Linked DNA regions of Gossypium arboreum: region 2 is linked to region 1. A link is a contact called in public Hi-C data. All regions are on one chromosome and are shown on one strand. The core of a region is the stretch at or near the end of the contact, and the rest is flanking DNA. Distances in the headings are between cores, read along the strand shown. Region 1 holds the start of LOC108478348 (universal stress protein PHOS32). Region 2 holds the start of LOC108479856.

Region 1 (6,764 bases), core at 1,599-4,098:
TCCTTCATTTTCAAGCCTTAAGTTAAATAGCGAAAGGGGGTGGACCTCTTATCATCCACTGCCAAGATCTCTTTGATTCTCTTTGTTATATGTTGATGGTGAAATATGATAGATTGCCTTTTCACTTTCTTGGGACCCATTTTTTCTTTTTTTCTTTTAAACTGCACTTCCAAGGCAATAAAAAGTCCATCCCTCTTGCGTTTTGGGCTATTTCATGTTTGGATCAACTATAAACCCACTTCTTGTGTCTTTATGTTGAACAAGATTCCTCACCAACATCAACATTACACCCTTTGAATCTTGTATTAGTAATATGTGTAAAAAGAAACTGAAAACATTTCAGATTTTGAAAAAGGAATATTAAGGGTAGGACCATGAGATATGAACCCTCAATTTTTGTTCACAAGAAGTTGCTTCAACTCCGGGACACCTTTATCAACCAATCACAGCCTCTCACTCCACACAAGTTTCAGATATAATTGAAGCTTTTTTGAAAGTGATGTTTTCTTTAATATCACTGAATCTGCTTAGATTTTTAGAAAATAGCTGCTTCTTTTTTTTTGTTACAATGCAGATATAGGGCCAAATTCAATGAATGCATATTGCAAAGTTGAAATTTTAGACTAGGCAAAGATTACCATCAGATAGTCAAGGCAACTTTAGTCTTAGATTGCCATTGTAGAAATATGAATTTGCTGTGAAAGCTAAGGTACCTTTTGAAGTCCGGTTCAGGCGGTCGGTAATTCTTGATGACAACTTCGGATGCATAAATTCGGGAAATAAAAATCAAAATACCAAATACCGATAAAATTACACACAATATATCGTATGGTAACACTAGATAAGAGGCTCTGAAGCAACACAGCCATAACATGCAAACATTCAGATAAACAACCAAGCAATCTATCTTTACATACAGTGCTACAAGCAAACAAATTGATTCCATGACTAATGGTTTCTCAAGTTAACCATTGCCTTTGCCACTATATCAGTGATTCATCTCCAGCTTCTGCCGAGTTATAAAAACAGAATGTGTGAATCATTCAAAGTTTCCAAGGAATACAAATGAAATAGAACTAGTGGTCTCTATTGGTTAGGGTTAGTACCTTTCCCAGGTACGATTATTACGGGTGCGGATTTGCAGTTGTGGAAGCAATACTCGCTTACACTTCCTTGAAATACACTGCAAAGGTATGAATATGATGAGGGAAGAGCAAGGGAATAATGGAGTCATTTAGTTTTTCCATGTATTTGGAGGATATCTTAAGGCATAGCTACATACTCATGTGTAGATATAAGTCCAACACAGGTGTTAAACATAAGAACATTCAGAAAAGTGACATCTATATAGAAAGATGTAACATGAAATTGAGGATTAAATCAGACCTTTGAATTAAGCTTCTACCACGAGTTCCCATAACCACTGCTGCTGGCTTCAACCTCTCTGCTTCCTTGCAAATTACCTTACCGGCATCCCCTTCGACTATTCGAGCTTTAGTCCTCACCTAATTCGAAGAAACTATAAATTTCAGAAAATCCAAACACCAAATAATTTTGACTCTCAAAGCTATATTGGAACTAGGGGCATGCAAAGGAAACACTACCCTAAAGTTTAATTCAATTATAATGTATAAATGCCAAAAGCAACAGATAATTGTGTACTCTAACTAGCATATCCCGTTGAAAAATTAAAAACAATCTGTTCATATTGATCATCTTAAACCTTTAAATAGCTAAAACAGTGAACCATCTTGACATTTGACAGAATATTCGAAGGGCTATGGACCAACGAGGGTTCTTTTATACATATATACCAAAAAAAAAAAGACCATGCACTTTTTGCGCCTTGGAGGGTTTATTCCTTGCACCATTGACGACACTGACATTGATCAATTTAAAACTTTAGGTGCAAATAGAAGATCAAATCATGGTTCAAGATTTTAGTTGGTCAATATTGTTGATTTATATTTGAAGTTTGGACGTACCCTATAAATGTTATTAAAAGTTCTAGAAATGAAACTAACCAACCTCTATTTCGCATTATGCACCTAAACATATGTAGATATTACAATTGATCCCATGGAAATTGTCAGTAATCCACATATATCAATGTACTCATCTATGGAAATAATAGACACAACAATAGATGGATCAATAATCAACCTAATTTAAAATGTCCACACAACAGACATAATGATCTCGCAATAACAATTCCATACTAATGACGCAAATGATAATAAAAGATGAAGAACTAACCATGGTAACCTCAAAAGCCTCGACCGCTAACTTCTCCATAAGAGCTTGACTAATTTCATAAACCACATCGTTTCTGACACCTATAAAGAAAAAAAACCCAGAAAAAATTTGAGAAATAAGTAAGCTAATAATCTAGAAATCGATTATTTCTATGACATAAGTTATAACTGGAAACAGCATGGACAAGATGGATGGTATCAGCAAGCCTGAGGAAGTGAATAAGAGCCCAATCAAAGGCGTGTTTGCTCTTGGGGCCGTGATCAATAGCAATGAGTATATCTCTGCCTCTCCTTCTCTCCCCTGTTTCCCTCTCTAGTGCTGGCTCTGGGACTACTGGGACCAGCGAAGGCAAAATTACTTCTCTGTAATTGTACTCTTCATCTTCCATCACCGTCTCCATTTCGTTGATTAATTCCCAAAATGAAAGAAAATAGAAATCTTGTTTTCGTTTCTGAATTCGGGTTTTCCAGGATTTTGTTTGATTTGCTAGAGTTTCGTTGTTGGAAGATGATGAATTGAAATACGAGACCGAACTTTTGAATTGTAGCCGCCATAGACAGGCGCATGAATTACGTGTTTCAATTTTGAAACCGTGTCGTGTCGACTAGTCATAGATTAGGCAGGTTTTTTCAGTAAGAAAGTAGTTTGGTCCCACCCATGCTTCCCTTGACTATTTAATTTACTCTTTTGATTAAATTAGTAGAATTTAAAGATTACAATATATTTACGGCATGTTTTGAGGGTAGATTAATTGGATGAAAGTATAATTATTAGTATATTAATTAAATTCTTTTTTTTTGTAATTATTAAGGTATTAAGTGTAATCTTTTGTAATTATGAAGAATTATAATTTTTAGTCGTGTTTGACTAATAGAGTGTAATTACATCATAATTTCTCATATAATATTTGATAGTACAAGTTATAATTACAAAGTTATAGTATTTATATTTTTAAAATATTAATTATTATAAAAATTATTATGTGAAAAAAACAATTTTAAACAAGTAACAAAAGTTATATGTTATGTTAGTATAAAAAAAGTTGATAATCGATAACTAATAAAAATAACAAGAAAAGTAAATATTATATACAATTTTATCTAATTGCTATGGTGCATGTTTATTGAGTTATTCCTCTTTAATATTTAACATATACTTCTTATCATTATATTTTGGTCCTTAACCAAGTTTATCATCATCTAAATTTGAATCCGCATCATTAAAATTATCAAGACCTCTTTCTTCCATGTACTCTATGAAGTATGGATCATCTCAATTCCCTCTATGGTTGTAGTTATGAAATATGCAACATGTTAGTACGATCCAACATTGATTCTTATGTTATACTAAGGTGATATTAATATGAGAAATGTTTTTTAAAGCAACAATTGTCTTATCAATTACATTTCGAAACCTTGAATGTCTAAAATTAAAGAGTTTGTGAGTTGTCTATGGTGTTTGTGTCTGACGCCATTTTCTCGAATGGTATCAAACCTCACGATATCGTGCAAGAGAACCTTTTCTATTTTCATAATTAGCATCAACCTTATAATATTTGAGTTTATAGTCCAAATTAGATCTGATCATGGGTTAGACCACCCTCCTAGGCCCGAAGGCCTGCTCGAAAAGTGGGAGGGTTTCGACAAAAATGTAGGCCCAAAAAATGGGCTTGGACAAAAAATGCCTATTTTTTAAACGAGCTAGGGCCTGGTAGGATTTTTTGGCCCGGGCTCGACTCGAATCAGCTTATACTTTCTTTTCTATTGTTGTTTGCTATTGTTTTGTTGCCATTTCGATATTATATTGCTACTATTTTGTTGTCATTGTTTTGATATTATATAACTTTTTATTGTTAATTTTGCTACTATTTTAGAGGCATTTGCTTGTTAAGTTGCAACTATCTTAGTATTTTTTAATTACAGATTTAAAAAAATGTATTTTCAATTTGTTTAATGTTTTAGTGTATTTAAAATATTATATTTTTAAATTCGTTTTATATAAAAATAAATACGCATTTAGTCGAATCAGACTTGAATTTAGCATTTTTAATCTGGGTCAAACTTGGACAAGTTTTTAGGCCCATTTTTGGGTCAAACCGGCCCGAGCATAGAAATGGGCCTAAAATTTTACATCGGTCTAGCCCAACCCACGCCAGTCTAATCCAAATAGTTTATAGCTTTAATTATAAAAATTTATATAAACTTAATTTAGAGAAAGACTTATGCTAGGTTAAATCCATTTTTATAATATGTAAATTAAGTAAAAAATAATATAAAATCTATAATATATGATTTTTATAAAAAAATTTATAAATTGTCCAAAGCTTCCATAACACTTCTTATAAATAATATAATATTTCTATAGCTTTAGAAATTATTTTTTTTCACACCCTAGTTTGGCGAACTGGATTAGTTTGAGAGATTATATCAGTGGTGACCGTCTAAGTAGCGAAACTTAGACCAGATGAGGCAATAACTTCGTGATGGAGTGCTACGAAGAACCTCGCCAATGCTGCGGAGTGTCAGTCCGAGCAATAAGGAGTTATAGTTAGGGCGAGGGCCTTATTAGGGGAACTATCCCGCTAATAAAATCGTCACCTGTGTTTTAGTATTGTTACTTAAGTAAGTACGATGACTTGTAGGATACGTTTGAGTCACCTGGCCTCCTTGTAGAGGCAACATGTCAATAATTAGGACACTTGTAGAGCCTCGTAGGATGTGATTAATTAGTGGAAGCGTGCGAGAACGAGTAATGATTAGAGATAATCTTGATTGAGATTTGGACATAGGTTAGCTATAAATAGGATAGTATGGTAGTGAAGAGAAGGTTTTCTAATCCATCTTCTCCACCAAACTTTGTTATCATCAAAGAAACTAGGAGAGTTCTTCTTTGTTAGCAAGGGTGTTAACTATAAAAGTATAAGATAATGTAGTGCTAGTTGTCTGCTGGTAAATTCTTAAACTTTCATTTAAGTTTTGCCAGATAGATAAAAACTGACTTAAGAAAAAATTGATAGGATTTCTTTGAATACTAGGTAGGAAGGAAACTCCTATCCATAAATTGTTTGCATGTCTATAGATTCTTATTGCATCATAACTTTTTGGTTATTTTTGATGATTAAAGAAGTTGTTTTATTGTTTAGCTAAAGAAATGAGAGAAGGTTCCAATGCTAAAGGAACCAGTAGAGTAGATAAAGTTCTAAGTAAAGCATTCTAGTGAGCTTGTAATGGCGTAAATTTAAGTTATCGGAATAGTGGTTTGGTAACCACAAATCTGATTTAAAGAGAAATTTATTTTAATATTTTTGCATGAATATTGATATTATAGGAAAATCGTATAAAAATATTGATAGAAAAATTTTATCGATTTAGTGGTTAGTTAGAAAAAAAAATTATTGAAGAAATTGGGTAAAAACAAGGTATCAAGACTTTGATCTCAGAAGACTAAGTCAAAAATATTTTTATAAATATTTATGAAATGATAGTAATATGGTATTAAAATTTCGTTAGAAAATTTTTATGTTTGGGTAGTTAATTAAGTAAAAAAGACTAAATTGAAAAGGATGTAAAAGTTACTAAAAGGATTAAATAGCTCAATTTTTAAATGAGGAGGGACATAAATTGCAAATAAGCCTAAAGGAGATATTTTGGGCAGCATAAGCTGAGAAAAATCAAGAGAATTGGTGAAATAAGGGCAAAATGGGAAAATAACAAAAGTCTTCATATTTCTTCATTATCATCAGAAAAAAAACGTCCTAAGGGTTTATTCAAGCTGGTATTTCATAATTTTGGCACCAAGTGAGTTAATTCTTGCCTTTTTCTTATAATTTTTGTGTTTTTAAGACTTTTACAACTAGGTCCTACTATTAAATTCATTAGTTTTTAATTTCATGGATGAAGTTGAAAGTCACCATGGTTGAGTGCTGTAAGTTTATGATAAAATAGCATGAAATTGAAGCTTCAATTTGTTTATGAAATGATTTTATTAGGTAATTTCAATAGAAATTGATTTTTATGACCTAATTGTGAAAATGTTTGGAATTAAAGTCTAGTGCTGAAATTCTGATTCCTAAAGGTTATAAAGTAGTTTAAAGTGATAAAATAAAGTGTTAATTGAGAAAAATTAGCTCAATTGAGAGGCTAATTGAGTAGGGACGAAATTATAATTTATTAAAAGCTTAGGGGAAAAATGGTAATAAACATCTTGCATTAAAACAGTTCTGGACAACAGCAGTAGACTAACTTTGAAAAGTCACCATAAATTGTGTAAATCTAATTAGAAGATGAACAAAATATGGAATTAAATCTTATTGAGTCTAGTTTCTCACAGAAGAAACATTGTAAGCAATGGAATTATAAATCATGAGATATAATAAATTTTACAAGACAAGATCAGAATGAATTTGGGTTCCCCTATTCTGACTTTGGAAAATCATAAAAAAATTGGAGAAAAATATGTAGGGGTTAAAATTTATATATTTAAATTATTAATGAGTCTATTTTCTATAG
Region 2 (6,764 bases), core at 1,512-4,011, 150 kb after region 1:
TTATTAAAAGAAGAGTTGAAAACAAAAACAATAGCCTCAATCTTACAAATCAACTTCCAGAAACCCTAGGGAATTTGACATTTGATATTTCCTAAAACCTAATATTGTATTTAAGACCCAACTTTTTTCTATGATGTTTAGCACTTTAGTCATATGAAAACTAAAAGTTTCACATCAAACGAAATTCAAATACTCATCAAATACGTACCTGATCAAAACGCACTTGTTCCTTAAAAAGGTATGATAATTTGCAGTATTCCTTCTTCGAGGACTCTATTTTGATTTCCGCTACATAATTTCTTAAGTCATTTTTGGCTAACAAGATCTTCTAAGAAATATAAATAAAAAATTTTACGTCTAGATGATAGTCATGAACTAATTACTTTAAAACTTTTAGGATCCACAACCTTGAGAAAAAATAATTTAATTAATTAATTATATCAACACCCATTTGCATCAATAAGTGCTCCAGTTTTTTTTATATATGTTTTAGTCCTTATACTTAGCCTTTCATTTGATTCTTAAATGAAATATTGCATCTTAGCTTATTTTTGCATGATTAATGTCTCATTTGCATATGTTTAAGTTTTTATTTAATTATGTTTAATTTTTAACTGATTTTAGTAGTTGATAATTATTTAGGTTTTTTGTGAGTTGGGTTAGATTCATTAGAGCTTAAAGTTAAAGTCTGAGGATCGTCGGAAAAGAAACGGAGCGTGCATCACAAGTTGAGTGTAAGGTCATTTTGGTCCTTTATGAGATCTACAACTTCAAGCAAGCTCTTGTAACCTAATTTAGGTTATTTAGGCAATATATACAAGATTTTTTTAGAGGAAGGTAGGGACTTTTGGCTATTTTCTGACTTTATTGCTATCTATTTGTTTATTGTGTTCTTCAACTTTATGGCATACTAAACTCCCTAGTTAAAGGATTTTTGAAGTTTGATCTTGTAAATTCGTGAGATCTAATTTGTTCTTAGTCCTTCTTAATTCTTTAGTATTTTCACATCTTCAGTTTGAATTACAATTATTCATGTTTATTAAATATTCGACTGTTATTTGATAACTTAAAATAATTGTCATCAATTAGAATAATTAAATTTGTAATTGTTTAATTCATTCTAATACTTATGACCCACTTCATAATTGTGTATGTGGTAATATATATAATTTTGTGGTATGGATGAGTAATTTAGCTTAAATAAATTGAATTTGTTGGTTAAAATTAGATCACTCTCATTTTTAATGTTATCGTAAGTTAAATATTGTATTTATTTATTGGTTAGATTCCTAATTAGGTTGATTGTGCTTTGTCACAATTCACCACTTGATTAGTAATTGAAAACAAAAATAATTAAATTGATTATATATTTTAAATGTTATTTGAATTTGAATAAAATTGTTGTAGATTAATCGAATTAAAATTATTTTAAACTATTTGATTGTTTTAAGATTAACCTGAGAGCTTCTCAACTTATGAAATAAACTTGCAAGAGAGGATAGAAGGGTTCTTACTTTATTTTGTTTTATTTAATGATCATTTATAAATGTATTTATTAATATATATCATATATGATGTGTAGAAGTGATTATGGATCGGGCTTCAATAGAATTTTATGTTTGTTTTCTAGGTTCGGGTCCGGTTCAAACAAAAGACACTAAAACTTAAGCCCAGTTCGACTTATCCGTATTAATTTTTATATTATTTTTATATAAAAATTAAAATATATAATACATTAAATACACTAAAAATATTAAAATAAATATTTTCCAACAAATTGAAATTAAATTAAAAATTATTTACACTTAAATAACACTAATATAAGTACAACTTAACAAGTAAATACATTTAAAATAATAACAAAATTAATAATAAAATAAAAGTTATATTATATTCAAATAATAATAACAAAATGATAACGAAACGCCAATAAAATAATGACAAAATAGCAGCAAAAAAGTAATATTTTTTGTAAATTTAAGTCTCAAAACTCAATCTGTTTAAAAAACGAGTCGTTTAAAATTTTTTGGTTTAAACCCAAACCCTCCAACTCTGGTCTAATGATGCGAGACCTTTGGGGATTTTTTTTATTATTCTTGACAAATAAAGATATTTTGAAAGGGAAGAAAATATTTCGGAGCCAACATGTAAAAAGGTTTTGGACTATATACCTTTACACAGAGAAATCATATATATAATATCATAAGTTGGTGCAACTCAAAAGGATGCAATATTACTGTGGGTCCAAATTTCCTAAGAGCCAATTAAAAAACATAGATTTCGAAAAAAACAAATATTGTTAAATTTGGTAAATTTCAAAATCAAGAAAATGAATCAACTTTGTATTAGAATTCTAAATTCAAATTAAAATGCTAATTAGAATGTTAATTTATATTAAAATTTGATTAAATTTATTCAGGCGTAGTCAAGGAGGGCTGGTATGGGCGGGCCTCTTAAAATGAAAAATTTTATTTTAAGACTTTATATTTTTTAAAATTTTAAATTAATAAAAATAAAATTATATTTTAACCCGTCCTAAAATTATAAAAATTTAACTTAATCTTTTACAAATTATAAAAATATAAACCATAAAAATTAAAATTTTATGAGATCTCTAAAAGAATTTTTGGCTTCACTCTAAATTTATTTTCGTTGTCATATCATTAAAATACATATCTTTTGCTTGTGTCATATAGATAGGACAGCATGGTGCAATTGAATTAATAAATTAGCATTTTCATTACAACCATAATTCGCGTCAAAAAGTAAAAACTCATTAAAAATATATGAATAGAAAAGTGCAGGTGTGTGGGACCCTGGTTTAATTCAGCTCCCAAATTTCATCGGCTCGACTCGCTAAAGACACGTGAAAATGTGGCTCTCGGCTTCCTAAGATGCCTTCTTTTTCCTTTCATTTCTTTCCTTCTTTCACCAATTACATCCCGTCCTTCATTCCCCCCTCCCCCTTTTTCTATCTCTTCCACCGTCCACAAATTCTCAAAATTCCCCAATTTAACTATACATTTTTCCTTATTTTCTGATCTTATATTCTCCATGGATCTGTGCTTCACTCTTTCTCTTCTCCTTCATCTTCCTTCTTTCTTTTCTTCATGAACTCTTGATTCCTCTTTCTCAGCCTTTTGAGGTGAGTTCTTACGCGGTTTTGACTTAATTTTTACTCTTTATTGCTTGCTCGCTTCAATACTGCTTTCTTTTAGCATCTTCGGTTGTTGTTTAGTTGGTGCATGGAGCTTGTTTACTCGTTTCGACTTCTTCCGATTTTTTACTACCTGCTCTGCTTGAGTAGTTTATGAGTTATGTTTCTCTAATTTTGCTTACGGAACAGTACAATCCGTTTTATTAGTAGCGATGAAATATAAAATAAGGGAAAGGATGAGTAAGTAGTCTTTTTTGTGCTGTTCTTTTTCTTCTTTATTTGAAAAGGATAGATTCGGTTCATGGAATGAACTCCAGAATCCAAACGTACTTCTTTATTTATTATAAATACGTTACGTTACAATGTGAAACGTCCTTTCTAATAGATAATTAAATATTTGTTTATTGGTAATTAAGTTAGTTTTTAACGAAAATAATATATGTTTTTTGGATACAGAACAAAATAATAATTAAATATTTAGAAGAACTTTCAATACCAATGGAGAAAAGATCAATGCCTAATATATAGGTTCTAAACAAGAAAATTAATAATAATCCTAAATTTATCTTCCTACTAGGAACAATCAAACAAGAATATGCTAAAATCAACCTTTTTGGAAATTTAACTACGGATTGCTTGATTTTGTAAAATATATCGCTTTTATAGTATATGTGGGATCGTGCTATCCAGTTTAAAATTCGTAGGAGGGACCAAACGTTGTAACTTTGGGAGCCTGGATTGATCATAAGGGTTTAACTAGTGCAATCAAAGAACTCTTTGGCTGCTTCAACCTTAAGGTTTCTAATTTACACGTCTGAGGTTCCCTGCTTTATGGGTTGAAATTGGGTAATTAGTTACGCATATAATTTGTTGATCCTTCAATTCCACTAAGCTCCATTTACTGGCCTTTATGAGCATTAGATTTGGATTTTCTTTTGTTTTTTAATTTCTGATTTCTAATTTCTTTGAATTTTGTTTTGGAACCTAATGGATATTATGTTTAATGGTGTTTGCTGATTTTTTTTTTCAGTTAAGGTGCAATGAGCCTCTGAGACTTCTGAAATTAAAATAGAATTGATCATATCATGTCTGATCGTGTTGCAAAATCAGATTCTGATAGTGATGGAACAGCTAGGAAATCTATGAATCATTACCAAGCTGCTTGGATGGATCACTGGAAACATGCAAGGCACAAACCATCCACTGAGGTTCGCAGTCATTTACTGCACTCCCCTGGACCGAAAAAAGATGATCACGAAGATTTTAAGAAGCATCCTTTGCTTTCTAGGACTGAAATTGCAGCGAATATTTCAAACTATTCTCAAGGATTTAGAGACGTTTCTGAAGACAGAACAGATGACACCTTGAAGAAGCGTCTGAGAATGGTTTCAATGAAGTCGGGGAAAGAAATTTTAGATGGACAGCCTCTTCCACTGTTCAGCAATTTAGGGAATAGGGAGAATGCCATGTCTTCTAAGAATGATGCAGGTACTTCATCTGGCGGTGAGGCAGTGAAGTATCAAATTGATCTCAATGATGGCCATAATTCTATTGGGTTGGGTAGAAGTGAGTGGGCTTATCCAGAGGGCATATCACGAGTACCTCAGAAGCTGATCAAGCCTCATGAATTTCTTGAAAACAACACTTTAGCTGTTTCATCATCTTTTCTGGATGATGTTGGGTCATGTTCTAAAATTGTACCATATGTACTGCATAGTGCTGCAGCTCCAACACAGTCCTTCACTTATCAGCATGAAAACATTGATCAACCAAGCCCTGTTGTAGCATCCAAAGAGCACCTCGCAGATGCTAAACTTTGCAGCTATTCTAACTTTTGGGTCCATGAGAAGAAAGCTGATATCCTTTTCGAGTCCAGAAGAGTGGAGAATTCACTGTCCGGGCAGAATGTTGCACCTTTATTACTTAATGATCAGTCAAGAAACAATAGTCAGAATAAGCAGAGTCAGGAAGTGGAATATGATTCTAGTCTTAGATTGCTTCCAAGCTTGGGCAGTCCTGAGGCTGAGAAATCAGGAAAAGCATACGATGAACATCTCTTGCTGCCAAGAATACCTCGTTCTGTTCATGATGTCAAGACTATGAGAATATGTGCCACTATTGATTCTGTGGAAGAATTACCCACAGGTCCCTCCAAGATTTCTCAAACAACTCACCAATTTTTCATTACAAAGAAGACTGGTGTTAACTTAACTGAAGGAGGACAAGAGTTCAGAGATGCAACAGTCTCCCCCAAATTGAAGGGAAAAATGTTCAATGAGTTCCTGAGCTTATCTCCCAGTTTCAGTTTCCATGGTCAGCAAGGAGTAAAACTGCAACCTCTGGAGAGCTCTACAGATAGTGAAAGAAAAGAAAATGTTCGGGACATCAGAACTTCTACTGTTTGTTTAAAGAATGAATCATCAGTTGAAACTGACGCGATGGAATTGGATGTTTTCCAGAAGAGCCTTCTTTCAGGTATGTATTTATGTTGCCTCTGTAATCATGAAGCTAATGGAATTATGTATTGTAAAATCTCACATCAGACTAATTAGAAAGTTACTCTTAGAAATATCTTTAAATTTAGTTAAATTTATATTTACTTGCTCTTTCAGTATTTATTTTCATATTTAATAAGCTTACTTTTGTTGCAGGAGTGGCTTTATGTCCATTAGATCAGGTAATTCTTTCGTATTCTGTTTTACTATGCTAAAAGTGAAATTTTTAATCGGATCAGATGTAGCTTTAAGATAATGGTACCTTTTGGATGAATACTTCTTTGGTTGGACTAAAGTTTTAATGAGCAATATGTTCTTGATATTCCATACAATGAGTATTTTTTAGTTCGGTCTTAACATCCTAGTGAGCATAGCATGCTAAAATTACCTCTTTCTATACAAAGATCTCTGTATTGAGTATTCAAAACTAGACATAACTGTTTGTTAATTTTCAGAACATCAAGGGGGTTCATAAACCATCATTATCAGAAACTGGAAATGGTACTGGAGAAGCTGGGAATGAAATGGTCAACGGGGAATCACCTGATATGAATGAAAGACTTCCTGCACTTCCAGCTGCAGCAAATTCAATAGATGATGGAGGGACAAGCACCTCTAGAACCCAGAGCCTAGATGCAGAGCATCTCCTTTTCCATGCTGAGCAGCCTTCAAATTCCAATGCTACTGCTTGTCCAGATGGTCCTCTGGAGCCAGATCCAAGCAGCAGATGGGTTAAACGTCTCAAATTGAGCACCTCACATCCTTTTGCTTCTGGTACTAAAATCTCTAAAATGGGAGAAGTTTCATCCTGTGTAAAGATTAACAAGATCAGCAAAATCATGAATTGCAGCAAAACAAGTTCAGAGCCCACAGTAGGTAGAAGCCATGTGAGATCAAAATTGGCACTGGATCAACATCCAGTGCTATTAAAGAGTGGCGAGTCCAGTTCCAGTGGTTCAGGGAGGAAAAGTCAAGAAATCTCTCTTTCGCGTACTTGGATTCATCGATGGTGTCGTCGCATAGCTGCACCTCCAAACAAGAAGCCTGATGCTGCAGTGCTCTGTGAACCACAGAGCTCAAAGGCAAAATCGGATGAACTCCAAGAGAAGCAG

Evidence for each region. A called contact is a pair of places that touch in the nucleus more often than the background predicts.
Region 2: a contact with region 1 is called in a Hi-C map of leaf, with 2.1 times the contacts expected there. The contact joins the promoter of LOC108479856 here to the promoter of LOC108478348 in region 1. A contact is called at or near these places in 2 of 5 Hi-C or Micro-C datasets (both in leaf).

Annotation. Positions count from the first base shown.
Region 1 is chr12:4,399,190-4,405,953 of ASM2569848v2, forward strand. LOC108478348 (universal stress protein PHOS32) reads right to left here and starts at 2,849. Exons shown (of 5, transcript XM_017780799.2): 1 at 2,425-2,849; 2 at 2,257-2,336; 3 at 1,387-1,505; 4 at 1,107-1,183; 5 at 744-1,009. The coding sequence starts at 2,656. The coding sequence ends at 984.
Region 2 is chr12:4,551,507-4,558,270 of ASM2569848v2, forward strand. LOC108479856 reads left to right here and starts at 2,762. Exons shown (of 4, transcript XM_017782679.2): 1 at 2,762-3,145; 2 at 4,188-5,632; 3 at 5,809-5,834; 4 at 6,108-6,764. The coding sequence starts at 4,243.